Regions from separate parts of the Sus scrofa genome. Here region 2 is linked to region 1. A link is a contact called in public Hi-C data. All regions are on one chromosome and are shown on one strand. The core of a region is the stretch at or near the end of the contact, and the rest is flanking DNA. Distances in the headings are between cores, read along the strand shown. Region 1 holds the start of LOC100521659 (cytochrome P450 26B1). Region 2 overlaps DYSF (dysferlin).

What was found. Hi-C and Micro-C count contacts between places; a contact is called where the count stands out from the background.
Region 2: a Hi-C map of subcutaneous adipose tissue shows a contact between it and region 1, with 2.3 times the contacts expected there. A contact is called at or near these places in 4 of 5 promoter capture datasets (fetal liver, fetal skeletal muscle, liver and 1 more), 13 of 47 Hi-C or Micro-C datasets (brain, embryonic fibroblasts, fetal heart ventricle and 8 more) and 1 of 2 datasets of targeted methods (skeletal muscle).

What each region holds. Positions count from the first base shown.
Region 1 is chr3:70,572,268-70,575,639 of Sscrofa11.1, reverse strand. LOC100521659 (cytochrome P450 26B1) reads right to left here and starts at 2,089. Exons shown (of 6, transcript XM_003125033.5): 1 at 1,113-2,089. The coding sequence starts at 1,316.
Region 2 is chr3:71,098,968-71,101,882 of Sscrofa11.1, reverse strand. It overlaps DYSF (dysferlin), which reads left to right. Exons shown (of 57, transcript XM_013996042.2): 38 at 532-561. Among named protein-coding and RNA genes, the nearest start is that of DYSF, 140 kb to the left of the region's middle.

The DNA.
Region 1 (3,372 bases), core at 840-3,339:
GCGGATTGCACGCGTCTGTTAATTTCAAGCCAAGCTTTCGCGTTTCCAAACCCACAGGTCTCTGCGTTCACCTTCCGCCTCAGCTCTCTCGCGCCTGGGCTGCCTATTTCAGTACCGCGGTCCTTCTGCTAACTCCCATCAGCATCTGGACAAGCACGCGTGCACACGCGCATACAACACACCTCCCACGGTTAACCCAGAGGACCCCCCTCCCCAAAGAAAAACTTGACCTGTATCAAATTGCAAAAGCGATTGTCTAGCACTTGAGGAGGTTAATTACAGGTTAATCACCCCATTACCTACCTGGGTCTGGTCCCCGACGCGCCCACCCCCATTATCGCCAGCAGTGTGAGTTGTGCGGCGGCGTCTAACAACAAACACATATGCACTCTATGGATCGCACACTACTCCCAAGTTACTCTCCCCTGCTACACTGTCCCCACCCAGTAGGTAAACAGACCCTTTTCTCCGAAAGCTGAGACACTTCGGTCTCAGGCTTCTCATTTTCCTTGAGTTACCTCCTTCCTCCCCCACCACAAAATACACACACTTTCTCGGACCGTAGACCGCGGCAATTGTACCTGGCGTGGCTGGTGACACGGCGGGAACACAGCCTGGGCCTTAAGGGGGCAATTCTGTCTGCCACTGGCCCTCTCTTTTTCTCCCTGACTCTGTGTTGGGGTCCCAGTGACACTGACAAAGCCCGAGAAGTCGACGGTGACTGGGCCTGAAGCGCGAAGGATGGGAGCGGGGCGAAAGCGGCTCACGACTGGACACCCCCTCCGGCTCGCGCTGCGCGGGGAGCCCTGGGCACGCTCCACGTACCCCTGTGAGTCGCTCGCGACTGGAAAAAGTCGGTCTTCGGAGCCCTCTCGGGTCCGGGAACCTCTCTTACCAGCCCTCTGAACCTGCTCGCCTGGCGCCTGCAGGCTCCCAACCGCGCCGAAGGCGGGCAAGGGAAGCCCAGGCGGCTCGGGCGGAGAGGAGGGAAGGGGCGGGGCGGGGACCGGTGCCTTCAGGCTCCCGGCGCCCCCTGGCCGGTCCGCGGCTCCATCCGCCGGGTGCTCGCCGCTAGCGGACCCTGGAGAGCAATGGAGCGATTGCGCCCTTACCTGTAGCAGCCAGTGGCCGGTCTCTCCGATGAGCGGGAAGCCCATGGAACCCTTGGGGATGGGCAGCTTGCAGCTCTTGTCTCGGGTGGCAGCCCAGCGCAGCTGCCACAGCTGCTGCGACACCGCCAACAGCAGCGTCACCGACACCAGGCACGCGGCGAGGGTGGCCAGCGCCGACACCAGCTCCAAGCCTTCAAAGAGCATGTTGGCGGCCGCTCGGGGGATTGGCTGTGCGGGCCGCGGCGGGGGAGGGGAGGGCCGGACGAGAAGGGACGGAGCGGCGGGGGAGGGGAGGCTGCGGCCAGGGGTCCTGGCACCTCCAGCCGAAACAGAGAAGGAGCGAGGGGCCGAGGGAAGGGAAGTGGAGGCTGCGAGGGGAGCGGAGAGACCGGGGGAAATCGCCTAAAAGAAGAGAGAGAGGAGACACGAGGCGACTCGGAGTGTAACTTTGTTTGTTTGTTTGTTTGTTCCCTTATAGCGGGCTTAGGGGCTGCTCGAGGGGTAGTGAGATGAAGCTGTGAATCAAGCTGGTGGATTAGCTCTCCCCGCAACCATCACACTCGGAAAACTTTGGAAAACTTTGTCCAGCAGGAGCCTCTCTCGTAAGCCCCTTCCCCTGCTCGGAAAAAAAAAAGAAGAAGAAGAAGGGGGGACAGAGAACTAGCGGAGAGAAAGTGCGATCGATTTGTCAAAAGTTTTCCCCTCAAATTCCTAGCTTAAAAAAGGAAGAAAAAAAAATTCTGAATCCCCAAATTCCAACGAACCCAGAAACTTTGGGTGCGAGGGGGAAGGCTCCCCGTCTGAGGCGAGAGGAGTGGCCGAGCCCAGCGCCCCTGGGCTGCCCCGGGCGGCGCGCAGGAGCCCCAGAGTCGCTGCTGCACCCCCGAGGCGGGCGCGGCGGGCGAGGTGGCGCGGCGGGCGCGGGTGCGGAGCCGGCGGACCGCGGCCAGACGGGACGCAGCCGGCGACAGAGCCCCGGGCGGGCGCTGGGGCGGCGGAGGCGGCGGCGGCGGCGGGCGGGAGGGGTGAGGCGGGGTGGGGTTGGGGGAGGAGGTGAAAACCGGAGCTGGGCTATTGTATCAATTAAGAAAAGGCAGTCCGTCCCGGGACGCAGTCTCTCGGCTCTGGAGTTGCTGCTGGGGGAAGAAAGGGTGGGGGGAGAAAGGAAGGCAAAAGGAATGAAAGAGGAGGAAAAGCAGGAGGCAGGATTTCAGGGTTGATGGTTTTAAAAGCTTCTCTCAATTTGAATTTGTCTGGAAAGCCAGGCGATGCGTGTGTTTATATAGAGGCGGGAGGCTGCGCCGTGGGCGCTCCGCCAACCCCCCACCCCCCCACCCCCCTGCGCCGGAGGCGTGGTGAGAGGCCGGCGGCCGGAGCGTGTGAGCGCCCGCCGGCCTCCCGCCCCGCCCCGGCCGCCCGCCGCCCGCCGCCCGCCGCCTGCCCCGGACCCACTTGTAGCCGCAGCAGGATCAAACTCAGTTCACCTCTCGCCTTCTCTTCCTTCTTGCCGGCGTCTCGCTGAGCCCGGCACCTACAGACGGACAAGATGAGACACACACACACACACACACACACACACACACACACACACGGTGCGCACTCGCACGGTGCCCGCTTGGCTGCTAGGATACTTCCCTCCTTCTTTTCCTCCTTCCCGGGGCCCCGGACTCCTTCTCCCACCCCAGGCAGTCCCGAGTGGGCTGTCGCCCCAGCAGCGCAGGTCTTGGCCGGACTACCCCTCTACTGTGGGGCGCCAAAAGCCCCTGAACCTGTGCTTAGGGACCCCTGCTCCTATCCCGAGGAACCCCGCTGGCTCCTATCTCCCTGGACCCCTTCATCCTCTCCTTTGCCACTCCCAGCCCCTCCTAGCTGGGGTCCCCCATCCTGGATCCGGACATCTCCAAACTTCAGAGGCCAAGGTTCCTTCCCCCTCCATACATCTTTTCTCTTACACTGCAGGACCCCGAAGTTCCCCTCTCCCCATCCACGTTCCGGGCAGCTGACGTTGCAGCCTTCCTCTCAGATACTTCGAGACCCCCTAACTTTGTAGTTCCCTCAGACCCCCGCAGCGTCAGAGGAACCCCGATGCTGGTCCCAGTGACTGTCCCACGCAGAGGACAAATGCGGCGGCCCGGGCACCCGGAGGCGGGAGGAGTTGGGTACAAACGTTCATTGATGAATTAGTAAATAAACATGCCGGGTGAGCTCTGCCACCCTCTCCCAGCCGGCCGCTCAGGGCCCAGAGCGCGTGCCTGTGCGA
Region 2 (2,915 bases), core at 178-2,677, 530 kb before region 1:
GCTCTAGATTTATGCTTTGGCCTCTCCTGCCAGCTCCTCAGCATCAATGTCTGTTGCACCTTCTTTCTTGGGGACCATGCAGAGGGTACATCTAGGAAGCGCATGACCCTTACCTTAGATGGGAAGTGCTTTCTGTTGGCTCTTTTTTTACAAAAAAATTTTTTTGTGGCATAGGGAAGTTTCTGAGCCAGGGGTCAAATCAGAACTGCAGCTGCTGGCCTGCGCCACAGTCCCAGCCACACGGGATCCACGCCGCATCTGCGACCTACGCTGCAGCTTGCGGCAGCGCCGGATCCCTAACCCACTGAGCGAGGCCAGGGATCGAACCTGTGTCCTCACAGGCACTATGTCAGGTTCTTAACCTTCTGAGCCACAGTAGGAACTCCCTACTGGCTCCTTTTAGGGGGTTGTCTGGTGTGTTGATCTCTGCCCCAGCTTAGTGCTCCTTATCACTGACGGTGAACTTTCATCCTCCTTTCTCTCCCCCGTCCCCCGTATCCTGGATGCGAACTGTCCCGTGGCGTGGTCCAGGTGCAGGATACATCAGGGATCCTGGAAGAGGTGAGCTGCACCCTCACAGCTGTGGCCAGTGGCTGGGGACTGGTGGGCAGGGACAGAGGGAAGGTGAAGGCCATGCCTTCCCAGATCCTGGTGCGCCAGTGCGCATCTGTCACATGGGCCCCTGTCTCGATTTCATTTCCTGCACTCTGCATGGATCCTGGGCTGCCTGGGTGTGTCCTGTGTGATTCTGGCCTTAGAAGGATGGCTGCTGTGTTGGAAGCCCCATTTACCCAGACCCCAGGGACAGCAATGCAGAGCCTCATCTGACTGAGTACCAGGTGGCATGTTTTCAAGAATAAAATGTTCTTAAGGAGCCAGAGCAGTCAAGGAAGGCTTTCTGGCGGAGGAGACATTGTTGCAGTACTTAGGGAGAAGGTGGGGAACATGCCTTTGGTGCAGGTGATCAGGCACCAGTTTGGGGCTTGGCTTGTTTAGGGAACAGGGTGGGTCAGGGATTCCTAGGTTCTGGGAGAAGTTTGGGGTTTGCATCCGAAGGAGGCAAGGCTGTGCCCATTGCTGTGGGGGCTGAGTTGCGCGTTTCCTTACAGCCTCCTACGCATCTGTGAGCGGGGCCTTTGAGCGAGCGGGGCAGAGGCCTGGGCAGAGAGACAGGAAGGGGAGCCCTGGTCAGATGGGGGTTGGGAAAAGGGCAGCCACTTCCTGCCGCCAGGGAATCCCCAGGCTGGGAGCGGACACCGTTTGACATTTTCGGGGCAATTTGGACTTGAAGTGCAGGGTCAGGATGTGGGATCCGCAGGCCCCGCGCCCCTTACCTCACTTCCTTTAGCTCCCAGACCGAGGTGGGGTCCGCCAAGTGAGCTGGCCGTAATTGCGCCTGACAGGCAGCCTCCTGCTTCTGGCTGCAGTTGCGAAAGACTGCCGATTTGGAAAGGGGCTCAGAGTCCCGTCCAGGGAAGCAGCACGGAGCCCTCTCTCTTGATTGAGAGCCCTCTGTGGCCAAAACCCACAGCCTGCTCTGAAGAAGACCCAGCCCAGGGATGAGTTATTAAAAAAAAGTTCAAATCCTTAATAACTGGATTTGTAATATATAACAGTGAAGGCTCAGATTCCAAGAGCAGGGATCTGGCTGCGGTCTTGTTGTCAGGAAGCAAATCAAAATCTGCAGCTCTGGGGCCAGACCCCAAAGAGGGCCAAGTGTCCTTCTGTAAGGCCGGCTGGCCACAGGCTGAGGCGGGTGTGGGTCGGCAGGGCCGGAGGGGAGCACGTCCCGGGGGGTGTGCTGGGCACAGGGCTGGGTTAGGCCAGCCTGTTCTAAGCGGCCCAGGCCCAGTGGGTTGAATGGAGTGTCAGCTGGTCCAGGGAACCACCCCAGAAGGTGATCTTGTGACCCCTTCATCCTCAGAGGGCTCCCGCCCCAGCCCTGGGGCCCAGAACCCCGCCACTTCCCCTGCACTGGAAGGTCAAAACTCAAGCCAAGGTCCTGGGTCCTGTTTGGTTTTAAGAATCCTTAGGGACGGGGTGGAGACAGGTTAGTCTTGCTGTTGTAACTGGTCCTGCAGGAAGCCTGACGCCTGAGCAGGATTTTTCTGTCTTCTTTGCCGTGGCCAAGCTCCAGCTTCTCGTATCCCCTCTTCAGCCCCCTCCAGGCTCCCTACCTGATCCCTGTGAAGAGGGCTCCAGCGGTCCCAGAGGGCTGTGAAACGTCAGGCCGGGAGCTCAGATTCTGGGCCACCGGAGAGGCGGCAGATGGGTGTGTTGGGAAGCTGTCTGGGGGCAGGGAGGGGTGGGTCGGGGAGTTGGGGGTTGGAGAGACCAGCGAGGAGGAGGCTTTTGAGACCTTTGTGGTGATGGGGGGCTGGCCCGAGAGGAGCAGAGGGGGCCAGATGACTGGATGGCATCTCCGGTGGGGGCTGCCTTCTGGCCAGTGCAGCCCACGCCTGCGCGGGAGCCAGTGTTGGTATCGGTGTTGGAAATGAGGTGAAAGGCATCTCTGCATGCTGAGGGCTCCCAGAGCAGATGGAGGACAGTGGGGATGGCTTCCTGGAGGAGGTGACTCTGAGCTCCCTCTAGGGGTCCAGGTGGCAGTGCTTTGGCTTGGGGGAGGGGCGTGTGTTGCTGCCTGGGGCCGGTTTGGTGGGCAATAAAATTTCCCCTCCTCCAGGCTTTTTGCCCATTTGGAGCATCCCTCATGGGGTGGCCGGGCGGGGGGCTCTTGGCGGGGAGGGGCGAATGTGACTTTGTATCTTCGAGGCTCTGGTGTGTCTGGGAGACCTGGGTCCTCACAGAGGGTGACAGGGGAGGGGAGGGCTCCCTTCCCTGCCTGCTCCCAGCCTGTCCTCTGTCTGTTGCTTGCTGTTTTCCCCTCTTCCAGCTCGCCCTTCGCGTTTCCCTTT